Regions from separate parts of the Mus musculus genome. Here all the other regions are linked to region 3. The links are chromatin contacts, called in public Hi-C and capture Hi-C maps. All regions are on one chromosome and are shown on one strand. Each heading gives the region's core, a stretch centred on a gene start, on an enhancer-like site or on the middle of the called end of the contact. The rest is flanking DNA. Distances are from core to core; before and after follow the strand shown. Region 1 overlaps Cdk6 (cyclin-dependent kinase 6). Region 2 overlaps Cdk6 (cyclin-dependent kinase 6). Region 3 has its middle 72 kb from the start of Gm36548.

Region 1 (2,700 bases), core at 77-2,576, 320 kb before region 3:
AGGAAAGGAGGTGGTAAATGTCACAGGATAATATAATGTGACAGGTAAATGTCACAGGGCTTTATCACTGTTCCCTTCCCTTTACAGAGCCCAGGTCACAGACCTCCCTGGAAAGAGCAGCTTCGCCATCACCCACGCACATGCCCCTGGGTGCCGAGGCAAGACACTAACTCTGTCCCCACTGGGCATCTGCAGAGAGTTACATTACTCAGGCATACAAAGACTCATGGATAGACTTCCTGGAATCATTGAGCAAAATCATGACTTGGGCATCATATAAGTGTGCTCAATAGCCAGGTCTATAGTGGGTAATGAAGGGGTAAAAATGTTGTCATAATCACGAAAAGTAACATGGGGATGGGTTTGGGTAGTATGGGATATGGCTGACAAACAGTTTGAAATGTGTGCCCTTTTGTACAAGGACTTTAGTACATCCTCATTATCAGCCCCTTAGGAACGGATTGTAATCATGCTTAGACTTTAAATCACTTTATTGACAGACAGCATCTTTTCTTTTGAGATAGTGTTTCACTAGGTATCCCAGGCTGGTCTCCAACTGAAAATCCTCCTGTCTCAGCCTCCTGAGTGTTATTAGTAGCTTTGAACATACTTGCTGATTTGAAACCTTATGAATACAGCAGTCAGAAGCCAGACGCTTTCAGGGAAACAGTCTGTCTGCCAGTCTGATATGTAAATACATATTAACCACACCTAATGCATGGATACATATCACACACATACACACATACACAAATACATACGAATAAAACTTAGAGCCTGTTGTCTTCTCCATCTCCTGTAAAAAGCTGTGAGAGACACATAGGTCAGGTGTGCCACCTCACTGTAGGGATGGAAGACAAAATGAGGAAGGAGAATGCCTGCCCAGGTCACACACTGTGCGGACAGCCTCGGTTCTCCTCACTCCATGTTCAGCATCTTTTTTTTTATACCTCCACTTAACTATGATACTGGTCTTAGAAAACGCTCTAAATGTCATGGCCTAACTGCTTTCCTTCTGAAGCACTCAATGCTCTCTGAAAGTAGAAATGTGTCTACAGCTTACCTTGTTAAGAGTCTGAGACTATGACTTTCCTTAGGAAAAAAAAAATCAGCTTCCTGTCCAATAAGGACTGTCATGGCCCTTAATGAGCATAATGAAATCATGACAGGTTCATTCGATAAGGCCTGCATCATAATTCTCTATTTGGACGGTTGGATAGAATCTGTAACCGTTCACTGTTTACACGGGGAAGAACTACAGGGCACAGACTGTAAAATGGCTGTGGTGGAAATAATGAAGTGGGTTAGCAGTGACACTAGGGTGCAGCATTGTCCTTTTCCCGTTGAGAGCACTGTTCAGAGAAATGAAACAAAGCCAGTATAATCTAAAGGCACCAAACATACAAGGCTTTCCAGCTGCTCTTCTGTTAGCTATGTGGGAGTGCCAGGCCTTGGCCAAAAGTCAAGCAGGCTTTCCCACGGAACAAGCAAAAAGTCCCTTCTGTCCTACTGCATTGGCTTTGTGGCAGTACACGTAATGCCACAGGTCCAGAGACTGGGTGCTGGAGGTGGCTAGGAATCCCACCAGGCATAAGAAATGGAGAGCAGATGATGGCCTCCAGGGCCCAGCAGGCACACACTACCAAGATCACCTTTTCACGCAACAGGGTAATACTAGAAAGTTTATGTTCCTGGGTCCTTCTTGAAGATCACATGCATACAGGACACGTTCCACAGTCTCAGAGTCCAGTGGTTAGCGACAGGAACTTTCCATGCATAGGCAGCCTAACAAAAGGCTAGGTGGACAAAGTGTCCACTTTACAGTATCACCAGGAGATGAGGTGCTGGTGACTGCCTAGGACCTGGGAAGTCACCAGACCATACCAGATCAGTTCCTGAAAGAACCTCAGCTTTGGGGTGATTCCAGGTTTGAGGCAATCACATTTAAATAGGAAAATTCTGTAGGGGCACTATTTGGACACGGGTAGAGGGAAGGGGTCTTATAGATTTAAAATTCCATAAAAAGTACTTGTGCTTGAGATTCATAAAAGTGTTAACAGTGGTGATTTTTAGCCAGGACCCTATCTCTTTCCATTTTCCCTTTCTTGGGGTGGGACTCAGCAAAAGGATGCCACACAGCACGCCTTGTGAGAAGGCCCAGTTACATTCTAGTGACACGAAAAGCGTGCACAAACATGCAGGTATGAATGAAATTTGCAAATCACCGGAGAGCGATGGAGCAATGCATGAGCTGGAGACAGGCGGCACGGAGAAACTGGAGTCCCTTCCATCGCTCAGGGGGGAAAGTTAACGAAGAAAAGGGTTAAGTTAGCAATTGGGAGCTGGGCACGGTGCAGTAAACCCACTCCAGGTTATCCTCAATGGGAACAGGATGTCGATTTGGACAGGCTGGGGTTCTACGCCACCACCAAGTGTCCCATCTCTTACGAGAAGTAAATTTGATGTGACCTCAAGCAGCCAACACATCTGTACCATGGAGTGGGAGCTCAGAGCTCAAGCAAGGAGAAGCAGCAAAGACCCACCCAGGCAACACGAAAGCATTCAGGGCACAGCATCAAGGCTACGCGTCATGACCGGGCCCCGTGTGACACAGCTCTACTCTACCTTGTGGGGACTCATCACACAACTAGTCAGACTGCCTGCAGTAGCAGCTTGGAGCAAGGAAGATAAGAGAAAGTC
Region 2 (2,700 bases), core at 45-2,544, 300 kb before region 3:
TTATTTGATGGCTTATAATTGTTTAATATAATTATGTAGTTTGATATCCAAAATACCTCAGAGGTATGTACCCACTCCTTCAAGTTAAAACCTGTGACATTTGCAAAATTTTGTCTTTACTTTCTGGTACAAAAAAGAACACTCTAGGCCTGTATTTTTAAAATGTTCTATAATAACCACATTGTCGCTGTCAAATGAGAGTATGCAATGCATGTAATTAAAGTCAACCTCAGGTTGGAGAGATGGCTCAGTCCTTAAGAGTGTGTCATGCTCACAGTACCCACAGAAGCTCACAGAAGACTATAACTCCGGTTCTGAGGGGGCCAGATGCCTCTTTCTCCTGTAGGTATCAGCATTCAGGTGCATACACCCTACACACATAATCAAAAACAACCTTACATAAAATAACATATATAATATACACATTATGAGGTACTTTTAAAGGCTGTTCCTGAGGCTAGATGTCAAGTATCCCATGCTGCTCTCAAACAAGCCAGTTAGCCAAAGATGGCATTGAAGTTGTGCTTCTACTGCTCCTGCTTCCTCCCTCCAAGTGCTAAGATTACGGGCATGTGTTACCACACCCAACTTATATTGTTATTATTTTTTCAAATGCAGCTTTCTGGTTCAACATGCTTCAGAAATATGAGAATAAAAGGGATCTCTGCACGGAGTTCCATTTGAGACGGGACAGGGCACAGCTGTCTCATCAATCAGTTTGGAAGGCAGTGTCTAGTGACGGTCCACAGACAACCATTGGTCTTTTCCTGACTGAAGCCAGTCAGCCAGAGACACAGCTGTAGGCATGACACAGTTCTAGCACATTCTGTGCTCCTTGGTCTCATAGACAAACGTGTGCTTGCTCCCGTCTCAGAAGGCTGAAGACACTGAATGGCAGGGAGATAGTCATTTCTGTCCTTCTCAGAAGAAATTCTTGCTGACTGTTCGGAGTTCCCCTACAAGCTAAATGTGAGGCATTTCTTCCTGTGGCTCAGAACAAGAGTCTACAATGGCCTTGGGGATTATGCTCGCCACTCTGTGAAGTGCTGTGGCAACAGGGTTTCAAGGCAAGAAGCCCCTAACACCTTGCCCAGCAGTCTGTGGGCCTCTGCCCCAAACAGTCCCACCTGGTTTCTGAGTCTTATTAGATAGGTTTTCTGGACCTCATCTGTGTACTCAGTGTCTTGCCAGATTCTAGGCTTGGCTCTGGCCTTTGCAGAAGCTGTGGTGGGGCAGATGGGGCAGGACCAGGAAGAGCCCCAGAGTGACTAGGCATGACTTCATTAATGAGTCACCCGGCCACACTGTTTAGTGTGCTGTGGCCCAAGTTTAAGTCTGATACTTAGGACTGGGGTACTGTCTAGGATCTCAGTGCTGCAGGGCCCAAGACTTTTTGACTTCGAATTCTTCTCATGCCTGATGTTAGCAATGATAATGCTATCCTGCTCTAGATGATGGTGTAGCAACACAGACAACATAATCACCGATACTGAGTATATAAATCCAGAAGAGAAAGCCAAATGCTGCATGAGTGCCGTTTTGCACCACTGTGTGGGATTTACGCTTGAGTGCTCTCGCTTTAATACTTGAGACTGAGGTCGAGGGATGGTTGGGCACAGTCACCCAGGTAGGAAGTGATACAAGAGGGGACTGGAGGCTGCAAAGCTGGCTCACACCACCGCCTCACTGTCCTGTGTCCTCCAGATAATGCCAGGTGACTGCTGGTGAACATGCGCCAGTGACTTTCATCACCACAATAGGCAAACTCAGAGGCAGAAAGGTAACCTGGAGGGAGATTTATGTTGGCTCCTGGTTTCGGGGAAGGCAGCTAGCTCATCACGGTGAGGAAGGCGGACAGGAACGGCTGCGTCTGTTACTTCTCACATCGGCAGAGTGTTCGGTAGGATGCAAGCCTCCAGCCTCAATGAATGACTTCTGTTAGCCAGGTCACAGTCCCACCACCTCTCAGAACAGGCAGACCAGGTGAGAACCAAATGTTCTAACACACGGGGCTGCAGGGGACTGTTCCATAATGGAGACTCAGCCTGACTCAAGGAGAAACCAACGAGCCAAATACCATCAATAAGCATGCTTTAAAGGCCAGGTAACTCTCACTCGCTGGTTGTAACAGGATAATGAGGAGCCAGCGTCTCCTGGTCCACCGAGCAGTAGATTGGGTTGGCCACACAGTACTCAGAAGTCTTTTTCTTTGCCTTTTCAGTACATGGCAGGTCAGGATGTCCTTGTTCTTCACGGTGCTGACTTAAGGGAACCCAGAACGGGAAGACCAATATGATGCCTGCCCTGCCAGGCTGACCAGGTAGGGTAAAAGAAAGTCGGTCAGTGGGCTAGAGAGATGGCTCAGTGGTTAAGAGCACTGATGCCTCTTCCAGAGGATCTGAGTTCCATTTCCAGCAGCCACATGGTGGCTCACAACTGTCTGTAATGGGATCTGAGGCCCTCTTCTGGTGTGTCTGAAGGGAGCAACAGTGTACTCACATAAAATAAGTAAACAAATCTTTAAAAGAAAAAAAGGAAGTCAGTTATTAAAGGAGGTGTCTTCCCTTTTGTCCTACGAGGACAGCGTGGGCTTCACGTGCTTGCTAAAGGGTGCTTCCCTTCACTGTGTAGAAAACATCATAAATATAAGTGAGGTTCTTTACTTTTAAGGCTTGGACTTTCCCATTCATTGCTCTTAAA
Region 3 (2,700 bases), core at 75-2,574:
CTATGAAGACAACATGTCTGCAACCCAAGGATGGCACCCTTAGTAATTTATTAAACCTATGCAAAGAAGGATGCTTTTTCCCTGTTTGCATTCTTTTGTTCAGTATTTCTGGAGCCCCAGTACAGTGAGCATGCTGGTAATCAGTTCAGGAGGCTGAGGCAGGAGGATCTTGAGTTGGAGGTAAACATGAGCTATGTAGCAAAATTGTCTCAAAACACTTAAAACCACAAAGCCATTTTAAAAAACCTTTCTAGGTCTACATGTAACATCCAAAGCCCTTTTCTAAGATAATGAACAGAGTCTCCTGCATTTTCCCTCTGTTACCCACAGGTAACACAGCTTCTCAGGGTTGCTCTCTGCAGTGTCTCATGCGATAGGGACACACTACACAAATGAAGGCTGTGTAGTGCAACATGTCAGGGCACCAAGAGAACAGAATGGTGGCCTCCTAGAATTCAGAGGTTTCTGGAAGTGATGTACCTTGTACAAGAATCCCAACTGTTCACAGAGCCTGGGTTTCATGGAATGCCTCTTTGGAATGATTTTCCCCTCAGTGGCTGCAAGAGCTGAAATCTGTTATACACCCCCGCCCCCCTCCCCCGCCCCCAAGTTTGGGTCAATTTTCACCCATCTAAGACAGGGTGGCAACTCTGGTTTGAATGCCATTTCATGCCTGATAAAATTTCACTAGGCATTTTAACTTTTAACTTCTTTTATTGACTTACTCTGCAGATGGAGAGAAATGTTTAGAAAGAGGGGAAAAAAACTTTCAACGGGGATTTAGTGAAGTCATGTTTCAGTAGAGGAAGGAAATGCCATTGACTCTATTAGAGCTGCCTAATGTTTTCCACAAACTCTAGAAATAGTGCGTTGTGTCTTGGTGACCCACAATAGCAGCTGACTGCCTGCACATGATGGAAATTCTATTTAGGTTTGCTAAAAATTAACTATTTAATCCCCTGCTGTCTGTGCCATACTGGATCTTGTGTCTGATTTAGTCTATCCCACTGTTTTCAAAGCAACCAAAAGTTATTTCCAAGTAGGTTAAGTGTTCTGAAGCTTCCCGTGGAAGTGCTGCGAGGGATGGAGAGAGGTTATGCGATCTGTGCCCTTGCGTATAAAGGGTCCTAGATGCTGGTGGGAAGGTTGCGTCAGCTTCTTCCCTGTGTTCCTTTACCTGCCTTCACAGCAACTGAACCTAGCTAGAAGACCTCTTCCTTCCTTGCTCCCGCTCGGCCATCCCTTCCCTCTGCCTGACCTTATCTGGCCTGTTGGAGTTGTGATAAGACAAAAGGGGAAGTGTTTGATTGCTGGAGCACACCCTTTGGAGTGGGGCCAGAGAAAGAGTTCGTTAAGGAAAGTGAGAGGCCTGCCTGAGTGTGAGAAAAACAGCAGTCTCAGAGGGGGGAGAATTATCATGGGGCAGAATGCAGAAGTGCCTGCGAAGGTCTGCAGGGCAGAGTTCAGAAGAGAGCTTGCCAAAGGAGCCTTCTCTGAAGATTTACTGCCGCAGCCACAGCTGACAGAGAAGAGGATCAGGAGGAAAGAAGTTCTGTCCTGACTAGCTTCACAGGAAGTCTGCAGGCTGCAGGGCTGGGAGTCTCTGACAGGCCAAGGAGCAGGAGCGCTCTCAGCCTGCAGCTTGGGGAGAGAGGACTTCCAGTTTGTTTTTAAAGAGACCCCCTTCCAAGCAGCATTTGTGATGACTCGGCACAGATGTCTCCAAGCAGAGAAACTACTCTCCAGGCAAGATGTTCCCGGTCTGTCCAGACCCATCCATCCCCACGGGCACCACGCCTCCCCCGCCCCCAACAAGCTCAGGTATATTCCTGTAGCCTTCAGGCTCTTGGTTGAGAGGACCCCGACCATCGTGGAGGTCTGATTATGTCTGTCTGTCCTTTACCTAGTATGTTGGGCCTAGTCCCTAAAGGACAAGCAGACAGATTCCCGATCTCCATCATAAGCTATAAAGCAAGGTTCTAGGGACAGTTGTGCGGACAGATGTCTCTAATGACATCTTATTTGCAGCACACAGATCTGAAGTACTTTTACCCAACTCCCCTACTCCCTGCATAAGAAAGAATATTCTCTAACTGGGTTAGACCATTGTGATAATGCATGTTATTGTAGCTGTCAAAGCCAACACTTGACTGATTCAGAAACTAATACATAGGTAATACACCTACATGAATCCCGCGTACAAACTAAGCCAATAAGTACAAGGAGAGGATCCTAACTGGCAGTCTGTAGTATCCACAGCCACCTTTTACATGAGGATGCCTTTGAGCTTTGAGATCCACCCCGACCACATCAAACTTAAGACTTTGCACATGATAGGTAAGTTCTTTAACACTGAGCTACATCTTTAACCTGAGACCATGCCACTTTTAATAGCACATGCATGTCCTTTGTGAAACGACCTTCAATTTTGGGAACTACACGTGTGCATTCCCATCTGGTGTTTTCTCCCAGTCTCAGTGGAGTAACAGTGGGTTATGGAGACCTCAAAAGACAGAAAAGAAGGAATTATATCTGTCTTGGCTTGTCGTCTTTACCTTTGGGTTCTTTCTCCTAAGGGACCCCCTGACTTCTAGATGATGCTAACTCCTTTGGGTTTGGGACTAGTTAGACCATTTGATATAGGAGACACCAGAGGTCCACCAGCGGGCAGGACCAAAGATGATCAAGGGCAGTACAAGC

Evidence for each region. A called contact is a pair of places that touch in the nucleus more often than the background predicts. Capture Hi-C pulls out chosen DNA fragments and counts their contacts.
Region 1: a contact with region 3 is called in a Hi-C map of bone marrow-derived macrophages, with 21 read pairs. The contact joins two enhancer-like sites. A contact is called at or near these places in 1 of 484 Hi-C or Micro-C datasets (bone marrow-derived macrophages), 4 of 115 datasets of contacts at active chromatin or transcription factors (bone marrow-derived macrophages and microglia) and 1 of 9 other capture datasets (bone marrow-derived macrophages).
Region 2: a contact with region 3 is called in a capture Hi-C map of bone marrow-derived macrophages, with 13 times the contacts expected there. The contact joins two enhancer-like sites. A contact is called at or near these places in 2 of 484 Hi-C or Micro-C datasets (the HPC-7 cell line and bone marrow-derived macrophages), 4 of 115 datasets of contacts at active chromatin or transcription factors (acute myeloid leukemia, bone marrow-derived macrophages and microglia) and 1 of 9 other capture datasets (bone marrow-derived macrophages).

Annotation. Positions count from the first base shown.
Region 1 is chr5:3,515,562-3,518,261 of GRCm38.p6, reverse strand. The region is part of intron 6 of Cdk6 (cyclin-dependent kinase 6); the gene reads right to left. Among named protein-coding and RNA genes, the nearest start is that of Fam133b, 27 kb to the left of the region's middle. Within about 2 kb of position 1,326, at least 79 of the 459 cell types and tissues checked have an H3K27ac peak or open chromatin away from gene starts, as enhancers often do. A contact at or near this core is called in bone marrow-derived macrophages, where this site is marked.
Region 2 is chr5:3,493,120-3,495,819 of GRCm38.p6, reverse strand. All of the region lies in intron 5 of Cdk6 (cyclin-dependent kinase 6), which reads right to left. Among named protein-coding and RNA genes, the nearest start is that of Fam133b, 49 kb to the left of the region's middle. Within about 2 kb of position 1,294, at least 161 of the 459 cell types and tissues checked have an H3K27ac peak or open chromatin away from gene starts, as enhancers often do. A contact at or near this core is called in the HPC-7 cell line, acute myeloid leukemia, bone marrow-derived macrophages and 1 more, where this site is marked.
Region 3 is chr5:3,197,270-3,199,969 of GRCm38.p6, reverse strand. No RefSeq gene overlaps it. Among named protein-coding and RNA genes, the nearest start is that of Gm36548, 72 kb to the left of the region's middle. Within about 2 kb of position 1,324, at least 99 of the 459 cell types and tissues checked have an H3K27ac peak or open chromatin away from gene starts, as enhancers often do. A contact at or near this core is called in the HPC-7 cell line, acute myeloid leukemia, bone marrow-derived macrophages and 1 more, where this site is marked.